Linked DNA regions of Mus musculus: regions 2 and 3 are each linked to region 1. Evidence: chromatin contacts called from public Hi-C and HiChIP or PLAC-seq data. All regions are on one chromosome and are shown on one strand. The core of a region is the stretch at or near the end of the contact, and the rest is flanking DNA. Distances in the headings are between cores, read along the strand shown. Region 1 holds the start of Tmem230 (transmembrane protein 230). Region 2 has its middle 12 kb from the start of Gm31179. Region 3 overlaps Rassf2 (Ras association (RalGDS/AF-6) domain family member 2).

Evidence for each region. Hi-C and Micro-C count contacts between places; a contact is called where the count stands out from the background. HiChIP or PLAC-seq counts read pairs in DNA pulled down with a chosen protein or histone mark.
Region 2: a contact with region 1 is called in a Hi-C map of B cells, with 17 read pairs. The contact joins the enhancer-like site here to the promoter of Tmem230 in region 1. A contact is called at or near these places in 10 of 39 promoter capture datasets (the C10 cell line, the HPC-7 cell line, cranial neural crest and 7 more), 8 of 484 Hi-C or Micro-C datasets (B cells, the C2C12 cell line, CD4 T cells and 5 more), 5 of 115 datasets of contacts at active chromatin or transcription factors (embryonic stem cells, extraembryonic endoderm stem cells, forebrain and 2 more) and 3 of 9 other capture datasets (adipose tissue, liver and macrophages).
Region 3: a contact with region 1 is called in an H3K4me3 HiChIP or PLAC-seq map of microglia, with 7 times the contacts expected there. The contact joins the enhancer-like site here to the promoter of Tmem230 in region 1. A contact is called at or near these places in 7 of 39 promoter capture datasets (the C10 cell line, cranial neural crest, embryonic stem cells and 4 more), 1 of 15 datasets of contacts at CTCF or cohesin (the NIH/3T3 cell line), 16 of 484 Hi-C or Micro-C datasets (B cells, CD8 T cells, the CH12 cell line and 11 more), 22 of 115 datasets of contacts at active chromatin or transcription factors (the 230-238 cell line, the NIH/3T3 cell line, acute myeloid leukemia and 16 more) and 4 of 9 other capture datasets (adipose tissue, liver, macrophages and 1 more).

Annotation. Positions count from the first base shown.
Region 1 is chr2:132,246,232-132,250,004 of GRCm38.p6, reverse strand. It overlaps Tmem230 (transmembrane protein 230), which reads left to right and starts at 2,217. Exons shown (of 4, transcript NM_027478.3): 1 at 2,217-2,432. It overlaps Pcna (proliferating cell nuclear antigen), which reads left to right. Exons shown (of 6, transcript NM_011045.2): 5 at 108-231; 6 at 310-719. The coding sequence ends at 389.
Region 2 is chr2:132,041,094-132,044,741 of GRCm38.p6, reverse strand. No RefSeq gene overlaps it. Among named protein-coding and RNA genes, the nearest start is that of Gm31179, 12 kb to the right of the region's middle. Within about 2 kb of position 1,486, at least 112 of the 459 cell types and tissues checked have an H3K27ac peak or open chromatin away from gene starts, as enhancers often do. A contact at or near this core is called in Sertoli cells, adipose tissue, brown adipocytes and 1 more, where this site is marked.
Region 3 is chr2:132,006,020-132,010,069 of GRCm38.p6, reverse strand. It overlaps Rassf2 (Ras association (RalGDS/AF-6) domain family member 2), which reads left to right. Exons shown (of 11, transcript NM_175445.4): 3 at 309-384; 4 at 2,553-2,704. Among named protein-coding and RNA genes, the nearest start is that of Rassf2, 22 kb to the left of the region's middle. Within about 2 kb of position 1,604, at least 53 of the 459 cell types and tissues checked have an H3K27ac peak or open chromatin away from gene starts, as enhancers often do. A contact at or near this core is called in B cells, the NIH/3T3 cell line, embryonic fibroblasts and 3 more, where this site is marked.

The DNA of each region.
Region 1 (3,773 bases), core at 968-3,467:
CATCAACCCTTCCAAAATGATAACTATTTGTTTTGCTTTGTGGTATAATACCGTGATCTAATAGTGTGAGTTTCTGATGTCTACAGTGAGCCTGTTTTCTCCTCTAGGTAACCATAGAGATGAATGAGCCTGTTCACCTAACGTTTGCTCTGAGGTACCTGAACTTTTTCACAAAAGCCACTCCACTGTCTCCTACAGTAACACTCAGTATGTCTGCAGATGTGCCCCTTGGTAAGATGATAAGTTTGAACATTGTTTTGTAATGTGGTATTTATAGTATTCGGTGGTTTAATTTTTCCTGTCTTTCAGTTGTAGAGTATAAAATTGCTGACATGGGACACTTAAAGTATTATTTGGCTCCCAAGATTGAAGATGAGGAAGCATCTTAGGCATTGCTAGAAATTGAGAAAACTAAACCTTTGAAGATTGCTCCTGAGATGCCAGCGTGTCCTGAGGTCTTTTCTGTCACCAAGTTTGTACCTGAGTATTCTTAAATATTAAAATAAAATATGTAGATATCTTCTGTAAATAACCTACTTTCTTTTCTCTCCATTCTCCATAATTTGCTTAAAGAATAAGCTCCAAAGTAAAAACTAGTTTTGTTAACATGAATGTTTCTGCTTTACAAATACTGGTGATTTTCATCAATGATCTTGACGCTAAATGCAGTTTTAAGAAATATTGTTCAATTTAAATAAAGTTAACAATTTGAAAAGTCATAGAGCAGTGCCGCCTTTGTACCATGGCTACTGAATAGTTATACCCTGTTAGGTAAATGGGCTTTTGTTCTCTCTTCCATCGTGGAGATAGCAATAAAAAAATGTTTCTCTTGAGTTTATGTAATTACGTTGTGCAAAGTTTTCTGGTAGCCTTGTTTGGGATGTAGCTCTTTTAAAATACAACTTTAATGGCAGTGCAGGGGGTGGGGTGGATAAATCTCTCCCTAGGCCAACCAGGACTACATACAGTCCATCTTGAGTGAAGCAAAGGCCCAAACTTCGTGGCTACTTGATCCAAGAAGGGTTAAAAAGGCCCTGTGGTTTTGATCATGATATGCTACATAAAACTAAAGAATATTTGAGTATATTTATTGTGTATGTGTGAGGCTCATGTGGGGGTCAGGACAATTTTATAGGAATTGGTATACCCCAGCACCCTGGCTTCCAGGGGTTGAATGAAGTTCTTCAAGCTTGGTGACAAATTATCCTACCTCCCCTCTCAGTTTTTATGTGTGTGTGTCTTTTGCAGGTATGAGTGAGCATGCGTGTGTTAACCTGGTTTGGTGTGGGGAACCATTTTCAGTTCTTGCTATATTTCAGCAGGATCTCAAACCATGGCTAGTATAGAGCCTGTTTGCTCTGTTCCGGGAGGCCACATTTGAAGGCCTTTAAATACTAAGCTCTATCTGTGGACCCCAAGATATTTTTCCTTTGTATTTCATGTTTGACAGTATGTAGACAATACAGCTTTGTTCTGGGAGGTTGTTGGTTAGAGCTCATGCCTAGTAGCTACAACTGTTCAATACTTTGAGCCAATTAAGTGCAGAAGGAAGTAGCCTGCAAATACTGCTCTCAGAGAACTCTGGAGTGGTGGGAATGCTTTATCAAGACGTCACTTTCATGAGGATGAATGTTAGAACTCAGCTGTGTCTGGTAGGTAGGACACTTACCTGGGTAGTGTTTAATAATCAGGTAGTAATAACAAGATTTTGGGGCTGTGAGAACGCTAATTAGTGAGTGGTGACCAGTGTCAGCATAGGGGTGTTTAGGACAGGGCAAGATTCCTGGTGGGTATCCCTTGTCCACCCCTCTGGATACCCAGGACTCTGCTGTGCACCGATGTGGCCATGGGGTCAGGACTGGAACCTCAACAGTTTTGCTGTGAACTCGATCCTGGTGGGTGAGACCCTAAGTACGCGCCCGCCCACCCTATGGAGGTAGCAGGTCCTGGTCACCAGGGCAAAAGCAAGCCGCTACCCGGTTGAGCATGGTGGCATTCGCCATTTGTCCCAGGCAAACCTTATGTTCGAGGCCAGCCTAATCAGCATCCTGAGTTCCAGGACAGCCTGCGCTACGTAAAGAAACGCTACCAAACATAAAACAAGACAGCAATGAAGCCCTCCAGCCATGTGCCCTGGAAGCAAGATTCGATGACACGATTTCCTGGTGACAGCACTTCCGGTGCGCCTCTATCCGCCACGTCACTTCCGCTGGGCTGTCCTTAAGACCGCCCCTTCCGCTTGGCTGTTGAGCGAGCCTTGCGAGCGCGCCTAACGGAGAACGGGGAGCGCAGCGCGGGTAGGGGGCGGGCGCGCGCTCCCGGAAGCCAGCCGCGAGACCTGGCCCTGCCACCGAGGCTGCTTCCCGGAGACAGTTAGTTCACGTTGGCGGCGGCGGAGGGCGACGAGAGGTTGTCCACAGCGCCACGCTTAGGTCCTTGTGGGCCCGGGAGGGTGGGCAGAAATCGTGGTGGGGCCGGTAAAAAGTGTAGCAGAAACTTGGGCTGATAGTTTTTTAAGTTGTCATTTACTATGTGATAACGCCACTCTAGAATCCCTTGCTAAGAAAAACAAATCTTCCCATTTCGTTGTCGTGCTGCAACGTTTTTGTTTTGGTGCGAGTTTATAAGTGGAAAGTACATAACTTTATAACTTGTAATACAAATCAGGCATGGTTTAATGCTTCGAAAATCCTGCTTATTGGTAGCTTCAACTTTTAGATATGAGGAATTAAACATGTTATGGGATGGCAACATCAAAAACCTAGTACCTAAGGTTTAGAAATGTAAATGGATTCCCGTTGCTCCTTTTTAGTACTTCTGAACTAGGATGTAATTAACCAAAACGCAGAAACACTTGACACCAGTTTTTTGCATGCTAGTTACTTAAGGTCGACTGTAATACCAGTGTCTGGCAGCTCATTAAGATCGAAAAAATATCACATGCCATTGTGGAGATTATGTGCAAAACATCACACCAGTGAAGGCCACTTAGTTTTCTTCTTAAAGATGGACTTTTTGCGTTTAGAATTCAAATGCCATTGCAAATAAAATAGTCTGTTTTGTTTACATAATTGTATGACTTTATAAAGAATCCACACATTTCATTTATGGTAGGGGAGAGTGTCTGGTCTTCCTATGTTGCCCAGACTGGCCTCCAACTTCGTATATCCACACCTTTCTTCCCAAGTAGTTGGGATTAGAGTAACCTACTGAAGTACTGAGCTTAAATTTCAAACTTTTAAGATTTAAACGTCATTGCTTTTAAATTTTACCTACTCTCAAATAATTCAGTAGTTATGATTTTTATTATGTCTGTCTGCTTTGAATAGTTTGAGTAAAACGGATTTTTAGATCCGTTTTTTCAGGAGCTACATGATGTGGAATGTAAACTCACTTGTTTCATGCTTGGGATGGGAGCAGAGAGGCAGGTGGCCGTGGATGTCTAGTGTGGTATGGATAGCCAGGGCGTTTCCCACATGGATAAGAATTTGTACATAGAACCGTACCACACCTAGAAGTAGACACGATGCTGATGTGTGTGTCATTCCTTATCCTCCTCCTCCTCCTTTCATGGCAGACAAAAAAGTTATGTGAATTTATGCTCCTGAGGAAAGTTAAGGGGTAGGCAGTACTGTAAGGGAGGGGTTGAAAATGTGAACATTGGACTTTAGAAAATTAGGCCAGAAACATCGGTAGCAGATTGAACAGAGCCTGATTCTTGGTGAAGTGCCTTTGGTGTCTTTCTGTGAAGTCAACCTAGATCCATAAAGGAA
Region 2 (3,648 bases), core at 237-2,736, 200 kb after region 1:
GTCTTGGGAAAAACAACCAGAATCAAAGACTGTGCCTCAACTCTGGCATCCTACTCTGTGGGAGCTCCTACTGCATCTCCCAGTCTAAGCTACGCATTTCCCAGATTTCCCTTCCCTACACGGACTCAGGTCCAGGTTAGCCATGAGAGAAATGGGAGTGTGCTCTAGAAAGAAGCTTCAGATGGCAGCAGCTGCAGTTATGTTTGGAAGATGGGCAGCTGAATGGCATCACTGGTGTGTGACCAGACTGCAGCTCACCCTTCTTTCCCCGATCTGGGCTCTGCCATCTCCCACCAGCCACTCCCTGGCATGTGAAAAGAAGACACGGGTGCCAGTGTTTCCTGATGTGACTCTTTGGGTTCGGGCTTGTCCTTACTTTCCTTGCTTTGGGTCCACCTTTCCTAACTGTGTAACTCTAGCTGCCCTGGGCTTTCTACTTCACACAGAGAAAATAGCCTTCCTTTCATAGAGTTCTTCCTCAATTCCCTGCCGGTCTTAAAGACGTTACCAAGGGGTTGGGGCTATGGCTTAGTCGATAAAGTGTGTGCTACACAAGTATAAGGACCCGAGTTCAGATCGCCAGTTACCCATATGGACAGCTGGGCAGGGCAGCACACACCTGTAATCCCAGGGCTGGACCTGACTGATGGTCAACCAGCCGGGCCAGCTGAATCAGTGAGCTGCAGGTTCGGAGAGAGACCCTACGTCAAAATAATAATTAGAGAGTCAATGAGAAGCACACCCATGTGTGCACAAATGCATGTGTGCCCACACAGGTGTCTGTTAACCCAGAGAGAACTTGTACATGCACAAAGGGTGTGACCACACCTACTGCTACCTCAAGACTATGTAGTCTATGCTCATAGTAAATTCAAAGGGCATCCCATTCGTTAGGAAGGCAATCCCAACCTCTTCACCATGGCCCATGATACAAAGGTGACCTGACTTCCTCCCACCCCTCTGTCCTTCTCCTCTGAGCTGACCTTCTCCCTGTGTTTCTGGGTGCAACCTTATCATTCCTTTAGAACATAGCACACAGACCGGACATACATTCTCTGTGGAGACTCACTTAGCTGCTTCAGAAGCCGGCTTCCCTGGAAACTAGGATCTGGAGAGGAATTGGTTAAGCTTGTTAGAAGGGCTGGACAGTTCAGGCCTGTTCTCAATCAGGGCACAGTGGGAAAGCTTGGGAAAGTCTCCATAGCGAAGTGATTAGGTTGAACGTGGGAGAGAAAGAACATGCTGATAGTTCATCTCCACGTGTACCGAGGAGGGTGGAGGGCCGGGACAGGGAGGAAAGCAGTCAAGGTCTCACAGTGCTGAAACCCTGAGAGCTGGCTTTGCGACTGCAGAGACCGGGCCAGCTCTGGCAGAGGCTCAGCGTCTCAGGGTCGGCTGGAAAGAGCCCATGGACTCTCTCCTGCTGGTTGTGCAGTCCTGCCCGCCCCTGTTTGGCGTCTTCCTGAGGTTTCTTGGCCCAGGAAGCATGCCTTGGAAGCAACTCCCAGCAGCTGGCTCCTCTCTATAACCCCACGTGAGAGGGAGGTGGTGTATGTTCCCTGGCCAGCCCTCAGTCTGAACTCCTTCACACACAGGGAAAGATACTTGGTGTTGCTGAAACGCCATGGGACACAGGCAGCTCATTTCATCTTTGGGTTCTGACTCTTGGCCGTATAAGTGGAACATAAAACACCTCTCATTTCCACACTGCTCCAGGCACACAGCACCACACGCTGCTTTCCCACTGAGCTGGGGCTTCATGCCTTTTGAACTTGCTACTCTTTGCCTCAGTCCAGAATGTTTCTCCCCATCTTAGGAGCTCCTGCCACCTCTTAAGCCTGGAACCAGATGTGAGCAGTTCCATAAGGTTGCCCCTTATACAGCTTATTGTTCTTTCTTTCTGGACACTTCCACGTAGTGCCTGGCACTGAAAATGGTGGAGATGGGCGCCATCTTCAACCTGAGGAATACTTGTTCATCTTACAGTAGTTCAACAAATGCTGGAGGCTCGTTCTGAGTTTTTTGTTTCTTGTTTGTTTATAAGAGTGTTCCATGTAGTTAGGCTGGCTTTAAACTTACTACAGAGCTGAGGCTGGTCTTGAACGCCTGGTCTTCCTTCCCAGCTCTGGTTCTGAGTTCATCACGATGCCCAGGTGAAAGCTGATACACCTGCTGTCCACAGATTCAAATCAGGAAAGCGTCAACACACTTACATTGAATTTCCATGTTAAATATTCTGGTGTGCTACAAACAACACTTAAAAATCATAATTTATTCTCTTCTTTGAAACTCTGTGCAGCTGGTAACAAAAACCGTGATGATAGAATTCAGGCAAACCTGGCTGTTTAGGTTAGTTCTGCAATGCCTCTGTTGGCCACACCCTAATGGTGGTGATGGGACTATGTCATATCTTAGCCATCGGGATGAGAAGGGGCTTCTGGTCTGAGTGGATGGCATGCTTGCTGTAGGTTCAGCCTCCTTCCCCCACAGTCCCTACCAAGATATCCCACTTTCCACGCGATCCCCAGAATGGCCCAGGTATCGTCTATGTTCCTCTCACCCTGACTGTAGGGCACACATGGGGTCCCCAGGTTTCCCGCGTTTAGGCTTTTCTCAGGGGTAAGTATGCCTATTCCTTTAGTGCTTCCTGAAGCTTTAGAAGCTACCTGGTTCTACCATGGCTGAGGATGCTCCATCATGCAGCTCAGACATGCATCAAGACAGCTCCATGCTGCAAGGTCTCTTACTACTGATGAGACCCCTCACTGGTCTAAATTCGAGGATCTTATTGTCGAAAGGCTCCCTTCTGAGATGACCTTAGACGGAAGGTCTCTGGCCACGTTCTCAGGATTCCCGAATCCCACAGCTGTGTTTCACTCCTCCATCTGTGATGACCAAACAAGCTGACTTCCTCTTTTTTCTCCATCACTTACTTGTGTTTGGCTGCTGCTATTATTCATTTGATTGTTTTATTTCTCTGTGAGGACAGCGTGAGAGCTACACACGAGACGAATCTCCGTCCAAGGCAGTTTAGCACACCATAGTTAGTGTTTGTTTTTCATCCAACACAGCTCTACTGAAGCCCTGAGACAATGCTGCTGTCCCTGCTGAAGCTCTCTAGCAGTCTCTCCCATTACTTCAAACCAACTGCCAGCTCTCGGAGCTGGGCCATTTATTCTGCATGGACCTTTCACTCCCTGCTTATGCCAAGTTCATCGTTGGCATTTTAGTTTGTCGGTACAATGGTTTGTAAAATCCATGTTTTATTCTTTGAACCACAAATCTAATAGTTGCCTTAACAGGGGTACAGCAGTGCTCACTGTGGGCTCTGGCCCGCTTCTTCATCTCTTTAGCCAGCTTCACTTTTGAGTATTGTTGCCTTGCTCCAAGGCATTATGGGAACCCTGGAGGAACAAGAGCATCTCACTGTTCTCTGAGTGCTGCTGGGCTAAAGTATTTAACAAGGCTCAATTTTTAAAACTGGGCATTTTAGTCAGGCAGTGGTGGTGCACGTCTTTAATCCCAGCACTTGGTAGGCAGAGACAGGCAGATTTCTGAGTTCGAGGCCAGCCTGATCTATAGAGTGAGTTCCAGGACAGCCAAGGCTATACAGAGAAACCCTGTCTCGAAAAACCAAAAAACCAAAAA
Region 3 (4,050 bases), core at 355-2,854, 240 kb after region 1:
TAGACCAGGCTGGCCTCGAACTCAGAAATCCGCCTGCCTCTGCCTCCCAAGTGCTGGGATTAAAGGCGTGCGCCCAGCTACTACTGCCCAGCTGACCTTGATACTGTAGAAAGGTGTTGATAAGGTGATTGGTTCAGAACTCTGCATGCATGTGTGCCTGGGTATCTACATGTGGGTATTCATGTGTGCACACACATGTGAATTAAATATACACACTCAAAGGACCACTGAGGCCAGGTATAGGGTAAACAAGAGAGGGAATGATTGCTCTGTGGTGGCTTCAGCTGGCAATGTATTTCTCTTCCAAGGAGTGAACTTCTCCTACATCTGAAGACCTACAACTTGTACTATGAAGGTCAAAACCTGCAACTCCGACACCGAGAGGTAAGGCATTCCCAAAGGAGGTATGGAGGCCTCCCTGGAAGGGCCCAGACTCTTAATCATCCCTCCTGCAATGGGAGATGACCCTAGTATTAGGACGGTGATAGATGATGTCCTTCAGGTTCTTTGGAAGGTTTCTCTGTTCCAGTTTTGATCCAGAAAGGATGGGTGTTCTGTTCTAGAGATATCGCTATAGCAGATATTGCCCAGGCTCCATCTCAAAGCCAAGTTCACTCATCCTATATCTGTTTCTGTAAACTATGAAGAAGCTTATTAGAATGACTTAGGCTCAAGTGTTCTTGGTTAGCTAGAATACATTTCCAGGGGATCAGTCCCTTGTGGTTTAGTTCATAGAAAGAGAGATCAGGTAGTGAATTTTAGTTTATAGAAAGAGAGGTAGGCCTTTGGGGAATAGAATATAAGGTGCAGTGACCTTCCTCCATCTCAGTCCTATTGTGGGTTAAATTCCATCCTGCAATTGGACAATATCAAGGAGCAACGCCAGCCCTGGCCATCTGGAAACCATAGAAACAGCCCTGCCTGCATAAAGCCTTTCTCCTTAAGACCACCGAAATGCTTTAACGTCGTTGTATTCCTCTCCCATCTTGTTTTGTATTACCCTCTTCACAGAGTGGATCCTTTGGCCCAGGCCAGTTGTTGACCATTAAACAGGCATCCTGAAGATCTTCATGATCCTTCTCTGACACCCGTGAAAGCTTGGGTTCAGAAGGGAGAGGAGCCTGGTCCTTAACTGGTGGCTGGGCTGTGAGCAAGAACCAGGACCTGGCATAGCTGTCCTGCTTCTGTCTTTGGCTTACTTTGTGCAGCTATGAACACACAGCCTGACAGACAACTTAAAAGGAGAGAGGATTTGTTTGAGCTCACAGTGTCAGAGGGCTTGGCCTGTGGACACTTGGCTTTTTGTGCCCAGGCAGAAGATGCTGGTGGTGGGAGTTCTTTACCTCATGGTAGGTAGGAAGTAGAGACACACAGGAAGGTACTAGAGACCGGGTGGCCCACTTCTTCCAGCTAGGCCCTCCTTCCTAAGGTTTCCACAAGCAGGGGAGCAAACCTTTAGCATGTAGCCTGCGGGAACATCTTGTAAACAAACTAGAACAATCCTGTCGTCAACTCTCTGAGACCTCACAGTCAAAATAGGATTGGAGGGGCTGCATCTGGGAGGGTTTTATGTTGAACTTCTTGTTAGTCAGCAACCTCTGAGTATAACTTTGGAATTCCTGAAGGATTTATTCGCCTCTTGGGAGGTGTAGTGGTGTGTTAGATTATGAAAAACACTGGGGGAGTTAGTTCTTCTTTAAAAAATAATTAGATGAGGACTGTGGCTTGCAGCTAGCAGACACTTGACACCTTTTAAGGCAACACTTCTGCTCTAGGAACGTGCTCTGTAAGTAAACTTGGGGGAAGCTTTGAATCTCTGTTACCCAAAGTCAGGTCAGATTGCTAAACGCAAGGGGAAACAGCCAGTTCTAGGGTTTTGTCCTTGCTTCTAATTAGGCCAGTCTCTGTTATTTTAAGAGAGGTTCTGACCCTCTCTCTGTTTCTCTCTCCTTCCTTCCATCTTAATTGTTTTCCTCTCTCCTTCCTTTCTTTCCTTCCTTTCCTTCCTCCCTCCCTCCCTCACCTCTCTCCCTCTATCCTTTCCTTTCCTTTCCTTTCCTTTCCTTTCCTTTCCTTTCCTTTCCTTTCCTTTCCTTTCCTTTCCTTTCCTTTCCTTTCCTTTCCTTTCCTTCCTTCCTTCCTTCCTTCCTTCCTTCCTTGTTGATTTTGGTCATGTGCTCATTCTGAAGCTCATCCTGGCCTGGAACTGTTGGCAATCCTCCTGCCTCCACTTCCTGAGTCCTGACACTATAGATAGGAGCTATCACACCTCTTATTGTACTCTGATTTCCTTAAAGTCATTAAGATGAAGGCAATAAAAACGGTTTGATGAATTGCCCACGTGTGTCTCAGTTTTAAAGAAACAGGGTCTTGCTGGGGATCTCCCACATGCTGCTGAGAACCTTGTGCTGTTGACCTTTGAGGTCATCTGTGAGGAGCTGGAACTTCCCAGCAGAGCGTGCCTCAGAGCTAGGATTTGCTCACTGCTCCCTCCCTCCCTCGCATCCTATGGATCCACTCTGGGCTCAGCACCCTCGGTTGTTTCATGGCAGGAGGAAGACGAGTTCATTGTGGAGGGGTTACTGAACATCTCCTGGGGGCTGCGCAGGCCCATTCGGCTGCAGATGCAGGATGACCACGAACGCATCCGTCCTCCTCCATCCTCCTCCTCCTGGCACTCCGGCTGTAACCTGGGCGCACAGGGGTGAGTGAAGGGAGATGAATTTGAGGGTATCTGGGGGCTGCTGGTCCAGTTCCCAGCACCCCAACTGCTATCTGCCACAGGTTTGGGATGGGGACAAAGGGACCTCTCACCTGCCTGACTCCACAGGCACAGAGTGAAGAGGGGTGGTTCTGAGTCAGCAATGGGGAGTACAGGGTAATGGGCAGCAGAGGGCCCTCCCTCCAGGAGCCCTAGCCAAGCCTGAGGCTTCCGACAGGGTGCCAACACACACATCCTCCCAACTTGAATGGTCCTGCTCCAGGGACATCTAGGATTTGAACTCACTGATCAAAGCTCTCTCCCTCTTGGTGGAACCTAGTAGAAGAGAAAGGAATGTTCTGTCTGAGCCAGCCGAGTGAGGTCAGCCAGCGAGCTTCTGTACACCTGGAACAGGTCATGGCAGGAGGCAGGAGTCTAGGAGGTCCTCTATTGAACCTCATTGCAAGGTCAGCGAACAGCAGCATGTCTGCTCTCCCACCTTCTGTGACTGAATGAGAAGCTGGATGCTGGCACGGGGCCGATCTTCTTGTTCTCTCTGGGACTTCAGTCTTGAGATCAAGTGACTAACTAGCCTTGTTCCCCTCGAAACTTGCTGAGGTGGGCGGCATTCGGGCCAGAGCCTGGGTGGAGTGTGCTGGCCACTCAGCCAAAACCACAATGACGTGCTTTCAAGTTTAAAGGGGAACTGAGCCCTCCTTCCCTGCTGGCTGCCTGGAATGTTGTTACATTCCACGGCCAAGTGGATCAGTGTCCTAAGTTGAGAAATATCCACAGAAGAGCCAAATCCTGGAACCAACCTTGGGACTAAGGAGGGAAGTTGTTGCCCTGCCCACTGGGCACGGGGAAGCCTGGTCAGGGCTCTTGGGCTTGCTCTCAGCACATTCACAGTTCCGGTGGGCCAGATCCTGTCCGTGCCCAGCTTTGACCTCTAGATTGTTACATTCTGTTCTCCAAGTGAGATGATTTTAAAGATCCCATTTTCCTGTGATGCCTAGGGGTCCTTCCGTCTGCACTCCAGGTTTTTCTGCGTTCTCCAGTGACAACCTGGTCCCTGAAGCCTGTAAATATTTTAAGGGCTTTCAGAAGCATGTCCCAAATGCCAGCCAAACTTAAATGTTGCCCGCAGGAGTGTGTTTGAGATGCTCAGACCAGTTTCCGCGTTGGACAGTGGCGATGGGGTGCCACCTGGACCCAGTGCCTGCATTTCTCGGAAGGGCACAGACTGAGGCTTAGACAGTTATGAGGGAAAATTCTTCCAGTTTGTCAATTTTACTTTTCTTTCCTTAAAGCCATTATTCTAAGAATGTATGCCTTAGGGAGCCCCTCCC